Regions from separate parts of the Triticum aestivum genome. Here region 1 is linked to region 2. A link is a contact called in public Hi-C data. All regions are on one chromosome and are shown on one strand. The core of a region is the stretch at or near the end of the contact, and the rest is flanking DNA. Distances in the headings are between cores, read along the strand shown. Region 1 holds the start of LOC123047388 (protein STABILIZED1). Region 2 holds the start of LOC123047374 (mediator of RNA polymerase II transcription subunit 16).

Region 1 (2,700 bases), core at 100-2,599, 950 kb after region 2:
AAGTGCCTTGTCCGCTGGACCCAGGTGTGCTCACCCATCTCTGTAGGCGGGCTTGGCATCCATGACCTTCAAGCTCAGGGGCGGGCGCTTAAAGTACGCCGGCTTTGGCAAAGCGTCACAGATCCGGATAAACCATGGCAAGGTCTGCAGCTCCCTGCTGACAAGCACGTTAAGGCTCTTTTCATTGCTTGTACCTCCATCAAAATTGGTAGTGGTATTAAGATATCCTTTTGGCATGATCACTGGCTCAACGGTGAGATTCCAGCTGTTTCGTTTCCTAACCTTTTCAAGCATAGCAAGAACAGAAGAATATCGTTGGCTGAAGGACTCACCAATAGAAAATGGGTCACTCTTCTCAAGCGCAACCCCGGCACCTAGGTGTTGCGTGAATACATTGACTTCTGGCACAGATCCAGTGTGGTCTCTTTGTCCAACCTAGAGGATGAGTTCATTTGGAAATGGTCAGCGGATGGAAGATATAATGCTAAGTCAGCTTACCTATGTCAAATCTGGGGCAAGATTGATTCTCCTCTTCCTGAGATCATTTGGCATATCAAGGTTCCACCAAGAATAAGATTTTTCAGTTGGCTCTTTGTACAGGGCAAATGTTTGACTGCGGACAACCTTGCGAAGCGAGGTTGGCCTCACAACCCGATCTGTCAATTATGCCACTTAGGGTGGGAGGATGGTCTGCACCTTGTATCTAGCTGCCCTTTCACGGCTGGAATCTGGGGCTATTGCCTGGCGATATATAATTTTCCATTCAACCTCTTACCTATTGCTCATACTGGCTCTATATTGGACTTGTGGTTAAAGGCTCTGGATCGTACAGGCAGGAAAAAGGACCTATCATCACTTATAATGGCGGTGTCCTGACAGGTTTGGAAAGAAAGAAACAGCCGCATATCCAACAACAAGGCAAACCACTTCCCGAAGGTCGCTGAGAACATTATCAATGAGCTGAATTCTTGGAGAATCGCTGGATTCAAAGGAGCACAATGGACAGGCGCGAGATAATTTCTTTCTCGCTTTCTTTCTTTTTCTAGTGTACATTTGTATAGCTTTTCCTTCCCCTTTCTGGCTGTTAGCCGTCCTGAACCTTGACCTGTATTTTTTGGAGTGTCTCATCCTATCTTAATGAATGAAATCAGCACAATGCTGTTTTTCGTCAAAAAAAAAAGAAAGATAGGATCGGAAAATACGTGTTCCTCGATCCCAATCGCATATCAGGGGGTGTGCGTGCTTGCCTTCGTAAAGATGCGCGTGTTTCTTAGAAAAAACGTAGTCACGCACGCACCGCCTCTAAAATTGTACTACACCAAGAGGGGCCCTAGACCTTGAGCTGGTCACGGCAAAGGCCGGTCACGCCCTCTCCCAATCTCCCCCGACCCAACCCATCTGCTCCGCCGCCGCTCTCCCCGCTCCTCTCCTCCCTCCAGATCGCCCCGTCCTTCTCCCGCCTCTCCCTCCTCGGCGACATGAGCGGCCCCGCCCCGACCCCGCCGCCGCCCCCTCCTCCGGCGGCGGCGCCCGCCCGTCCCGTGCGCTACGACTTCCTCAACTCCAAGCCGCCCCCCAACTACGTCGCGGGTCTCGGCCGTGGCGCCACCGGCTTCACCACCCGTTCCGATATCGGGCCGGCCCGCGCTGCCCCGGACCTCCCAGATCGCTCCGCCGCCGCGGCTGCTCCTCCCGCTGTCGGGCGCGGCCGCGGGAAGCCCCCCGGCGAGGACGAAGGCGGTGATGAAGGCGGCGACGAGGAGAAGGGATACGACGAGAACCAGAAGTTCGACGAGTTCGAGGGCAACGATGCCGGCCTCTTCTCCAACGCCGACTACGACGATGATGACCGCGAGGCTGATGCTGTCTGGGAGAGCATCGACCAGAGGATGGACCTGCGCCGCAAGGATCGGCGCGAGGCGCGGCTCAAGCAGGAGATTGAGAAGTACCGTGCGTCCAACCCCAAGATCACCGAGCAGTTTGCTGATCTCAAGAGGAAGCTGGCTGATGTGTCCGTGCAGGAGTGGGAAAGCATACCTGAAATTGGGGATTACTCGGCGCGCAACAAGAAGAAGCGTTTCGAGAGCTTTGTCCCGGTGCCGGACACTCTGCTTGAGAAGGCCCGGCAGGAGCAGGAGCATGTCACAGCGCTGGACCCCAAGAGCCGTGCGGCTGGTGGCACTGAGACACCGTGGGCTCAAACTCCGGTTACCGACCTGACTGCCGTGGGTGAGGGCCGCGGTACTGTGCTTTCGCTGAAATTGGACAGGCTGTCAGATTCAGTTTCTGGGCTTACTGTTGTTGATCCAAAGGGATACCTTACAGACTTGAAAAGCATGAAAATTACTAGCGATGCTGAGATCTCTGACATTAAGAAGGCGAGACTGCTGCTCAGGTCTGTGACGCAGACAAACCCAAAGCATCCTCCAGGTTGGATTGCTGCTGCCAGGCTTGAAGAGGTTGCTGGCAAGCTCCAGTCTGCTCGGCAGCTCATTCAGAGGGGCTGTGAGGAGTGCCCCAAGAACGAGGATGTGTGGTTCGAGGCATGCCGGTTGGCTAGCCCAGACGAGTCAAAGGCTGTAATTGCCAGGGGTGTGAAGGCAATTCCCAACTCTGTGAAGCTGTGGCTGCAGGCTGCAAAACTAGAGAGTAGTGATTTGAACAAGAGCAGGGTTTTAAGGAAGGGATTGGAGCACATTC
Region 2 (2,700 bases), core at 59-2,558:
TGTCAACAAGGAAAATATGCATGGAACTAGAGCTTTAAAAATATGAAACTTAAAGCTGGTATATGCTAATCCACATTTCAGGTCAAACCAATTAAAGATCACACCAATTGTTCCTGAAACCATGAAGGACCGTGCAGAATTGTAAAGGTTTAGCATACCAACTGTCTACGGAAGTTATTACCAAGACATGGGAATAAATGTGCACTCCAACAAGAAAGACACTCCACAAAAGATTACCAAATTCAGCTTAGCATTCCACTTCCACCATAGTGTGGTGGTATCACCACCTAGCAATTTCAGGATGACTAGCTATAGAACATCCAGTAGAATATCACGAGATCTGTTCATGGATCATCCAGATACATTCGTGGATTTCCTGAAATGGTTTTCATCATTTTTACCGAATTTTCTCTGGCTTGGGAAGAGCGATTGACCTCACTAAAATTGTCAACTGTAAGTCTGTAAACAGTGTTTAGCCCTTTTTCGAAAGGGGATCATAGCATTTTAGGAGGCCACAGGAAGCCAACTCAATTCATGACCTATTGTCTCTGCAATGAACACAGCTACACGTTTTCCCTTGTCACGAAATTAAAACAAAGATAATGGTAGTAGCTTTTAAGTTCATCAGAGAATGACGCAGGTTCAAGGAGGCAGTGAGCGACTCAAGCGGCCACACCTGAAGTTCCTGCACAGCTCGGGCACGCGCATCTTGTACTTGAGGCTTGCAGGGGGCTGCTTGAGGCGGATCCGGAACACGGTCGCCGGTGACGAGGCCAGCTGCGCTCCTCCGGCCGCTCCACTGCCACCTCCGCCCTCCACATCCCCAGCTCCGCCTCCGCCTCCACCAGCTCCGCCGTCAACCTCCATCGCGTCGCCCGCTACACCCGCCTCCACCGCCTCGCCACCGCCCCCGGCCCCACCATCCACCCCCGCTCCGCCACCAGCGACGACCCCGTCCTGGCTCTGCTGCTGCTGCTCCTTGTGCGGCGGCGACGACGCTGCGACCGCGTTTCCGCTCGCGGGAGCGGCGTTGGCTGCGGGGTTTGGGGGCGGTGTGGGGACGGGGTTAGGGTTTGGGGCGGGGGACGAAGAGGTCATAAGGACGGAGAGGGATGGGACGGGGGAAGGGGAGGAAAAAGGGGGGCGCGAGCGCGGGGGTGCTTAGGTCATTTGAAGCGACCGGCCGTCGCTGTCGCTGGGGAAGCCGGGTGGCGAGAGGACGAGGCGAGGAGGGGAGTTCGGTGTGCTCTGTGCGCCGGCGTCGCTTTCAGGTGGGTGGAGGAGGAGCTGGAGGGGGGAAGGGAGAGATGCGGGGGGAGGGGACGGGATGGCTATATTGGTTTGGCTCTGCGATCGCGGAGTCTGCGAGGAAAACGCTGACTCGCACAGGCAGTTTGGTAAACACTCTAAGGCCCCGTTTGATAACAAAAGTTTTTTCTAAGTATTCTCAGAATACTACAGTTTTTTTATATTACTGTAGTTTTATTTACAAAGGGTTATTTGGCTGCCTCTAAAAGGGTAGTTTCGGTTGTTATGAACGCAAGATGGTAATGGATAGTCAGCTAGCTAGCTAAAAAAAACCCAACAGAATTCAAACGGCCGGCTAGCTGCGCATGCTTGCACTGCTAATGCAACGGCTAGGTAGCTGTTGAAGTATTTGAACGCAATGGTTAGGCACCAAAATTTACAGCGTTGTGTGGCAACAACCAAACAGGTTCTATGTATTGTGAATACTCTAAAATACTGTGTTTTGATAAAACCATGATATCTCATACCTACAACCAAAAATATTGCAGTTTTGGATACTTCGGTTTATTTCACCCTTTGCTATCAAACACAGCCTAAGAGGGGCCCCAACATGCTCCCTCAGGTCATTTTTTTGCATCGGCGTTAAAGAAAAAGCCCCAGTCATGCCCCAGGATATCAAAAAGCGTCGGTTCGGTTCGTTTTTGGGCCCGGCGCTCACAAGCCGAACCCGGCGCGCTAGGGGCGATCCGGGGCTCTGGCGCAAGAGAAAAGCACGGCCGGCCCACCCCGTCAGCTGAAAAGTAAGTCTTTCTTCCCCGACTCGCCTCCCCCCTCGCGTCCTCGGCTGCCACTAGCTGTATCCCGGCGCCGCCCGCCGCCCTTCATCACTAGATAACCAATCCCCGCCGAAAAAATAGCAGAGGTTCGCCGAGGCAGCCCCTCCACCAGCAGCTGGGCGTTTTCGGCCGCCATTTTCGGCCGCGGAGGGGTAGTTTAGCGGCGGGTACACGCCCACCGGCGCGCTAGGTGTTCGGCGATTTGCCTACCTCGACGAGATGGACTCGGATGACGAGGAAGTGCTCGCCGCGCTGCTGGAGGAGGAAGTCGAGGCCGACGTCCAGGAGGAAGAGCATCTCATGGTGCTCGCTGCCCTCGCCCAGCTGCTGGCGAGCAATGAAAAGCCGCGGCGAGGTGGCTCGGCACCGGGGCGAGTGAAAGCAAGGAACCGACATCGTCTCGAAGGCTACTGCATGCTCTACTCTGACTACTTCGCCGACGCTCCACTGCACGGCGACAACACATTTCGGCGCCATCCGGGAGTTCGACAGCTACTTCAAGTGCAAGAAGGATTGCACCGGCAAACTTGGATTCACCTCGATCCGGAAGTGCACGACAGCGATGAGGATGCTTGCATACGGAGCTCACGGTGATTCACTCGATGGCTATGGGCGC

Evidence for each region. Hi-C and Micro-C count contacts between places; a contact is called where the count stands out from the background.
Region 1: a Hi-C map of leaf shows a contact between it and region 2, with 5 times the contacts expected there. The contact joins the promoter of LOC123047388 here to the promoter of LOC123047374 in region 2. A contact is called at or near these places in 2 of 5 Hi-C or Micro-C datasets (both in leaf).

What each region holds. Positions count from the first base shown.
Region 1 is chr1A:306,711,360-306,714,059 of IWGSC CS RefSeq v2.1, forward strand. It overlaps LOC123047388 (protein STABILIZED1), which reads left to right and starts at 1,350. Exons shown (of 2, transcript XM_044470931.1): 1 at 1,350-2,700. The coding sequence starts at 1,479.
Region 2 is chr1A:305,758,327-305,761,026 of IWGSC CS RefSeq v2.1, forward strand. LOC123047374 (mediator of RNA polymerase II transcription subunit 16) reads right to left here and starts at 1,309. Exons shown (of 16, transcript XM_044470922.1): 1 at 677-1,309. The coding sequence starts at 1,098.